Linked DNA regions of Gossypium hirsutum: region 1 is linked to region 2. Evidence: chromatin contacts called from public Hi-C data. All regions are on one chromosome and are shown on one strand. The core of a region is the stretch at or near the end of the contact, and the rest is flanking DNA. Distances in the headings are between cores, read along the strand shown.

Region 1 (4,381 bases), core at 703-3,202, 210 kb after region 2:
AAAGAGTTAAATCCAAGCCTATACAACCGAGTGACCAAGGTACCTAGCAAGGAGAATCCTAAGTCCCAACTACAAGTGTGGCCAATGTCACCAAAAGTAAAGATGGCACAATAGGGTCCTACTTTAAAGTAAAGAGAAAGGAACAGAAAAATATATGTATACAAACAGTTAAAGCATAATCATTATTAATATCAATGTAAGCAAGTAAAGCAACCTCAAAAGCATAAAGCAAGTTTTTTACCTGTTCACAAGGGTGTCTGAAGAAGGATCAGCAGCACCAGACCGGTGCTGCAGTGCAATTGCGAGACTATTGGCTGCACCACCACTGGTTTTTGCCGATGCCAACATAGAGGAAGACATCGACTCCACCTTTGAATTAGTGGCAGTGTGGCCGGTCTGGCCTTCCACAGGCTTTCTTGAACGATGGCGGCCCCTGTTTATATGCCTTTCACAATACTTTTGATCAGCAACGGCATCCCGGGAGCAACGCCATTTCTTTCCATCCGTTCGACGACACCTCCCTGGCTCAGGATCGGTGCTGCCAGTATACCGCAGATGGAAAGAACCCCATCCCACTACATAAAAGCCACACAATGATCAATGATGAAGACAAAGCAAGCAAAAAATTACTTTATAGCTAAAAATCACCTTTTTTTTTCATTTGTGATACCTATAGCTTTGGATAAAACTTTCTACAAAACATAAACAGATCACTCTGCACAAAACTGTTCGTTTATGCACCAAACAAGATAAGAACTTTACATGAATTATAAGGCAAGGATCCAACAGATGAACTGGTGAAGCCATAGGGGTAAAGGGATTTCTTCAAAGGAGTGAGCAAATTAGAAGGTACAGGCACATTAGACATGATGTATTTGTAGATCAATGCCTGGTGTTGTAGCTCAATCCATTGAGATGGAGTTAAAACCCCATGCATGGTTGCATTAAGGTTTCCACTACCATATCCTGAAACAAAACATTTAAGGGTTATAATCACTTGTCTGCAACATTTACTGTTTGCTACATATGTCCATTGTCCTTATTTTGCCAACTATTTTAATAATGTCAATGAACCCAATAGCAAGAAATGTTGGGATTAAGAATAAAGTAAGTGCCTATGAAAAGACCTTCACAATCACATTGAAACAAATATGCTTAAACCCTTTAAACAAACCCCATTTTAATGAACAAAATCATATCACCAAGTACCAATTTTTTTTCTTTTACCTAAAAAATAAAAAACATAAACTTTCAAACACATTACCTGCATTTCTAGTATACATAGAGAAGTCGTTGCTTTGTGTAGTTTTCTCCATAAAGTTACCATCTTTTCTGATAAAAGGAAGTTCAGATTTGAGTGAAGAGAAGCTAATCATATGATCTTGTTGTTGTTGGGGAGTTTCATTAGATCTCAACAAAGGAATGCCTTGGTGCAATGGCATTGTCTTCGGTACCTTACAACTTTTCCAGTGATCTTCTTCTTCAGCTGAATCAGAGGATCTTTCTTGCTTGGTAAACCCGGATCCGAAAAGCTTAGGCTTGGACTCAACTGGTGGAGATGGAGATGGAGATGGAGATGGAGATGGAGATGGAGCTCCATTATTAGGACCCACAATACCATCCAAACCCAGAACCCCAAAATCCATATAGAACCAATAAACAAAAACAGGGCTCTAAAAAGCATGAGTTGTTGTTGATGATGATGATGACATGGAAGGGTTGAAAGTTGAAGCTTTGGATAAAAACAAGTGTTTGAAGACAGAGAAAGAGAGGAGCATCTTTAAAAGGACAAAGGTGTTATGTTTTGGGTTTTTTCTTTCACTGTTTCAGATCAGATTTTTTTTGGGGGGGGGGGGTTCATCTTTGTAATGGAAGTATCACAATTTTAGAGACTATGAGCAAAAACTATATAAAAAAAAGGGAGCAAACAAGGGTATAATATAGTACCACACTACGCCAATATATCCCAGACATGTTAGCACATATTTATCCATGGTTTTTCTTTTAAAGTGAAAAAAAAAAAAGCATCCGTTGCTTTCAAGGAAAGGTCAAAGTTACAAAATTCTCCTTGTTCTAAGAGCTCTTCCTTCTTTTCGAGTTTATTTTTTATATTAGTTTTTTTTTGAGATATTTGGTTTTTCTTCTCAATAATATAAGAGTGTAATATGATTTAACACTATAACCCATATTTTTGTTGAGTTTAGTTCATTGCATAATGGTTAAACCTTTCAAGATTAACCTTAATAAAAGTATATAAATAAAAGCTTTTCACACATTTCAATCCAGTTTAGACTAAAACACATGATAATTAAATCAAATATTACTTGAAAAGAAAAAGATAATAATAAAAACATAATTTGAAACTTAGAGGCCCAATATGATTTTAAAGTCAAATTTTAAAATTAATTAATTTAGCCCATACCCATACATATATAGAATGAAGAATGATTTTCTTTTAACTTACTTATTGGCATACATCGAAAAAGAGATAGCTAGAGATTTTTCAACAGATTCTAACATTGATGAGTTCGATCTTATGAAAAATGGAATGTACAATTTAGGATGCTTAGTATTGAGAAATAGGACTAAGGCCAAGTTCTTTTTAATTTAATTTTTGGAATTATAATGATATTTATGAAATTTTTAGCATAGTATTAGTTATTCTTTTTTGCATATTGGAAAGAAATATTTAATTTTATACTGCGTGATTTTTTTCTTTTAATTTTTTATAGTTAAATCTTTCATACTTTTTAAAAAATATTAAATTGATTTGTTTGATAAGAAAAAAAATATCTGAAAAAAATTGACACTTTTTTATGTTAAAAAAAGGTGGTTCAGATTTAGAAATTTCACCCTCTTTAGAGTAGAATTTTGGATCCGTCCCTAATGACTAAGCTTATTGAAAGACTTGATTGATACTTTAAAATTCAATTAAAAGATTTTAAATTTAAGAACCAATTTAAATTTTAAATCTTAATTTGAGGACATATTGTGAAATTAATTTTTTTAATTACGACTTAAATCCATTATGCATCTGTTTTTTTTAATTATTATGATTTAGTTATTTGTAATTTTAATGATACATGTGAATTTTTTTAAAAAAAATAATTAAATTAGGCTTTTTACTTTTGTTATATATATATTCTTAAATCTATAATTTATTTTAAGGAATTTAGTAACTACCGTTTAGATTAGTACTAAATTTTCAAAATTCAAAAAGTAAAAAAGAAAAAGAAAAAGATTAAATTAGAGTAGAATGATTAACTTGACAACTTTTGTATGATAAAAAACTACCAATAAAATTTAACCTACTCAATGTAATAATAAAGAAATATCAACTATGGACTTATTTAGATGAGCTTTTTCTATAATGCAGTAAAATTATTTAACTCACAGTTATAATAATTAATCTTATTGTTACCACCATCTTTAAAATATACAAATCCAAACACCTAAATCAAACGGGGAGACGAAATTTGTATGCTTAAATCTAGGGTTAACGTTGGTTAGTGGGACAATCCCTAACTCCACTAGCCAACTACCTCTTACCAAAACAAATAATAATAAAATATTAATTATTTTATTCAATATAAATATTAAGTATGAGTATAAATTTATTCTCTTTTCAACTGAGGCTTCCTTTGGATGCCAATGCAGCCATGGTGAGATGGGATTTTGAGGGAATATTCTTTTTCCCTGCACTGTGATGACGTTTGGAGAAACAACGGTGAGGTGCAACTGAAGAATTCAATCTCACTGGCAGCCTCATTTCCAACTGGAGGTAAAACCTCCAGCTTAAACACAGCCAGCAAAATAGATTTTTTGCAGACAAAAATGCCCATATTTTCATTTATTATTTTACAATTTTATCCAGTTTTCTTGCAAACAGTTTTCTTGCAGACAAAAACACAGCCAACAGCTGGAGTTGTTCAATTATCTATTGTATTGATTGGGCTCTTGTGATTTGCTGAGTTCTACTTGATTTTATTTCATCGTTTTTAGCTTGAAAGTTAGGATCTTTGGCTGAATAAGACTTGAATTTGAGCATTGAGCTTGGTTTTTAGATATGAAACAAGATTGGGTTGCTTAGACAGGTTCTGTGAACTCTCAATCTCATCATTATCCATAGAACTAAACTTACCTTTTGACAGTAAGGGCTTTGTTTCCCATGCTGCTAGGCTGTGGCAACTTATTTTCTGCCAAAGAACAAAAAAACATCACTAATAAAGCAGTGAGAAAAATGGGGGAAATTGAGAGAGAAAGATGGAGAGTTAACCTATCTACTTAAAACCAACAAAGAGAAATAAATTAGAGATGAAAGAAAAAAATTGCATGACAAGGTTGAAAGAAAAAAATCCCTTTCTCCTACCCTCATCTGCAT
Region 2 (4,408 bases), core at 685-3,184:
TTTATGAAAAACAACAATTTCATTTTGGATAATTATTTTTTTTGTTAGATAATAACATAATAATATATTACATTAAAGTGAACAAAAAAAACCCCAAAACTTTATCTTGTCCAAAAATGTTAATTAACTCTCTCGGCACATATTCAACTACTTGCATACCCTCCTTCTTAGCAGAAGACATTTTGGCTATAAGATCAGCAACTTTTTAGGCACATGCCTTATCACCCAATAATTTTTACTTTGTAGTGCTTGCTGAATTTGTCGAAACAAAGTTGAATTTGAGGATACAGAGTAACCTTCTTAGATAGCTTTAACCACATTAAAACAATTTGTTTGAATCAAAACCTTATCATATCCTGTTTTTTGTAACAAAAGTAAATCATCTTATATGCCCTTCAACTCAATATAAAAAATTGAACAATCTTCCAAATCATGGTTAAACCCATCAGTCTATTCCTTGGACTGGTCTTACACCACAACACCAGCAGAAGCTAACCATGCATTCACATTCCTCGTCCCATCAATATGCAGATAAAAAAAATTACCTGATAATGATTAATTTTGAGTATCAATATGCCTATAAGGTGGTCTATCCTTATGTGAGAACAAGTGAATTTAAAAATTTGATAAAAATATTTAATTAATATTTTAAAAATAAATATCAAATAAGAAATAAAAATATCAAAATAATAATCTTTTTATTTTGGTCTTTGAATTGCAATAATTAAGAAAAATTAAACAGACAATTTAAACGGAAATAACGGGAAGGTTAACGACCCAAATGAAAAACTCCAACGTAGATTCCATGTTTAGTCCAAAGCTGTCGGCAATAATTACACGTGTCAACCTCTCACGTCTTCTCCAACCGCAGTTCACGCTCCTCTTAACTCTTTAAATCTCCTTTTTTTTTCAAGCCAGCGTATTTTAGCATCCCGGCGCACCGAAAAAAGAGACGCCTATTTCACTTTTAAAACAAAGGTCTAATTCAAGTTCTAGTCCCCCTCCTATGATAAAACTAATAATTTAATCTCCTTATTTTAATTTGATATAATTTGACTCATTTACTTTTAGATTATTACTAGTGAGTCCAAAATGACAAAAATATGTATCTTTGTAGCAAAAGCGATGATGCTAAAATTTTATCATTACTTGAAAACCATCCAATCATATTAAATTGATAATAAATTTACATATTTATTAATAAAATATATATATTTTTTACAAAATCTCTTTGATAGTACCAAATATGGGTCTTACCATTTTTGATATATTAATAAATATTATAAATGTTTAATTACGAATTAGTTTCTTAATATGTTGATTAAATCTCAAATTTTAGTATAATATATAAAAAAAATAAAGAGTAAACTATACACAAGGCCATTAAACTATTAGTAAGTTTAAGTTTTGGTCATTTAACTTCAAAAAATTATAAAATTGTCATTGAATTATTTGAAAGTCTTCATTTAAGTCACTGAGCTATTCAAACATTTTTATTTAAGTTATTGGACTGTTAAGGTTTTTTTTTTCAAAATCTGGATAATAAGCTCTAAGAGACAATTTGATGGTGGATTAATACCCATCAACGAGTAGAAGAATATACCTTAAATTTAAGTAGATCTGATAGTCAATATCTCAAAGATCAGATAAGAAATTTTTTTAAATTTTAGTTCGTAAATTTGTAACATTCAAAGCTATTTAAAAAAAAGTTAAATTGTAGAAGAGAAGGGGAAGGAGAGTTTTTGACTCGTGTTGGTAATGTAAACAGAGAAAGTCTTACAATAACGATTTTAAAAGCTTAATGACTTAAATGAAAACTTTTAAATAATTTAGTGACTATTTTTTAATTTTTTGAATTTCTTACACGGAGTTTACCCAAAAACAGAACAGTGAGAACTGAGCCTAAAGCTAAAAACACTAAAAACGATGTCAGTCCACTCTTTCGTCTTCTTTAATCCCACAATCAAATTTGGACATCCCAAATTTTGTCTTTTTGTTTTTAATTTTCCATGTCTTTCTTCTCTGTTAAACAACCTTAGAAACTCATTTCCTTAATTACCAAACATTAAAAAAAAAACCTTATTTTTAAACAACAAAAGAAAATGGTGTCTCCTGAGTTTTCTCTTTCGCAGTTTTCTCCAATGGCGAAACCTCGAAACCGGTCGTTTTGGTGTCTGTCCGATAGTTTCCTTTACTGCGGCGGTGTCTTTTTAGCTATCTTATTAGTATGTTCATTTTGGTCGTTTTTCACACCGACCCTCAACTTCAGCTCCGCCATTACCGACCCGTCGTCTGCGGTCAGCTGTAAGGAAAGTGGGTTCGGAGTTAACTTAAAATCCGACCCGAAAGGCCTGACCTTTTACGACGACCCAGAGCTGAGTTACTCCATTGAAAAGCCGGTGAAAAACTGGGACGAAAAACGGAAACAATGGCTAAACCATCACCCATCGTTCGCCGCCGGCGCAAGTGAAAGAATCGTCGTCGTAACTGGGTCACAACCGAAACCATGTAAGAACCCCATCGGCGACCATTTACTATTACGTTCCTTTAAAAACAAAGTAGATTACTGTAGAATCCATGGATACGATATTTTTTACAACAACTTGTTATTACACCCGAAAATGGGGTCTTATTGGGCGAAATTACCAGTCGTTAAAGCAGCCATGTTGACTCACCCTGAAGCTGAGTGGATCTGGTGGGTTGACTCGGACGCGTTGTTTACAGACATGGAGTTTAAGTTACCTTTACAAAGGTATAAAAACCATAACTTGGTCGTCCATGGTTGGCCTGAGTTGATTTACGATAAAAAGAGTTGGACCAGTTTGAATGCTGGGGTTTTTTTGATAAGAAACTGTCAATGGTCAATGGATTTGATTGAAACATGGTCTAATATGGGACCAATTAGCAAAGATTACAAAAAATGGGGTGAAATTCAGCGATCAACGTTCAAAGACAAGCTTTTCCCTGAGTCAGATGATCAAACGGCTTTGATTTACTTGTTATATAAACACAAAGAGAAATATTATGATCATATATATCTAGAAGGTGAGTTTTATTTTGAAGGATATTGGGTTGAGATCTTTGGAAGGTACGAAAACACAACGGAGATGTACTTAGCGATCGAGAGAGGGACGGCGGAGTTAAGAAGGCGACATGCAGAGAAAGTTAGTGAACAATACGGCGCGTTTAGAGAAGAGTACTTGAAAAGTGCTGGAAATGGTAAAGGGAGTTGGAGGAGACCATTGATCACACATTTTACAGGGTGTCAACCTTGTAATGGTGATCATAATAAGATGTATGATGGTGAATCATGTTGGAATGGGATGGTTAAAGCTTTGAACTTTGCTGATAATCAGGTTTTGAGGAAGTATGGGTTCATACACCCTGATTTACTAGATTCCTCCATTGTTAGTGAAGTTCCTTTTGATTACCCTGCTGATGAAGGACCATGGTGAAAAAAAGCATAAAAGGTATGGGTTCTTATTGAAATTTAAGAAAGTTTTAACAATGCATGTGATTTAGTGTTTGCTTTTCATTATCTTGCTTTGAAAGTGTTTGAAGTAATGCATGATTGAAGGATTAATTATATTTGTTTTACTTTTATGATGGAGCAATGATGTTGGTGTTTTGGGGTAGGTCGGGGACTTTAGTGGGGGGTTTAGGGGGGATTAAAGGGTGTTTTTGAGTGGTACTTTTTGACTAAATTTATGGGGGCTTTTTTGCAAGCATGCAAGAAACTAACAAAATTCTCTTGTTCCCTTTGGCAAATGAATGGAATCATTTGTCAACTAGTTCTAAGGTTTGGTTTGGTAGGAACCTATTAAGAAATTCTTTTGAATTAGGTAGAATTTTTATGTTACCTATCTGGGGAGTTCATATATTGGTGGGTTTTATTATCGTGGTTAAAATATGATTTAGGTCCTTATACTTTTTTACATATTTCAAATTTAGTCCCTCTATATTCTGTTTGGTTTATATGCAAGTCCAACCGTTGATACAACTAAAATTATTTTGTTAAATTCAAGTTTATTATCTTCTTAAAATGGGAAATTCATGAAATTTTCATATTGATTAATGATTTTAGTTTGATGTTGGAAGTTTTGTGTTTTTGTATGCCCTTTCATACATTTTGCATGGAAGATGCCTTGTTTTTAACTTACTGAACAAGCAACCGTAGTGCCATATGTACTCGAGATGTTAGATACAAGTATGTATATACGTATATTGAAGATTATATTTATACCCGAATATGTGTCGAAATTGATGATATATTTTTTTTTGTTAAACAGTGAATCGTAGCCATGCCTCTGCTTATCTTTTCGAGTTTCTCTTACGAACAACTGCAATCGATTCGGACTCTGATACTTCACGAACTAGTGTTACAACAGTTATAGTTGAATTTGAGACA

What was found. A called contact is a pair of places that touch in the nucleus more often than the background predicts.
Region 1: a Hi-C map of leaf shows a contact between it and region 2, with 1.8 times the contacts expected there. The contact joins the promoter of LOC107932601 here to the promoter of LOC107932534 in region 2. A contact is called at or near these places in 2 of 34 Hi-C or Micro-C datasets (both in leaf).

Annotation. Positions count from the first base shown.
Region 1 is chrD03:3,277,355-3,281,735 of Gossypium_hirsutum_v2.1, forward strand. LOC107932601 (growth-regulating factor 1) reads right to left here and starts at 1,953. Exons shown (of 4, transcript XM_016864659.2): 1 at 1,265-1,953; 2 at 763-966; 3 at 242-575. The coding sequence starts at 1,646.
Region 2 is chrD03:3,069,264-3,073,671 of Gossypium_hirsutum_v2.1, forward strand. LOC107932534 (putative glycosyltransferase 7) reads left to right here and starts at 1,935. Exons shown (of 2, transcript XM_016864575.2): 1 at 1,935-3,470; 2 at 4,290-4,408. The coding sequence starts at 2,103. The coding sequence ends at 3,455.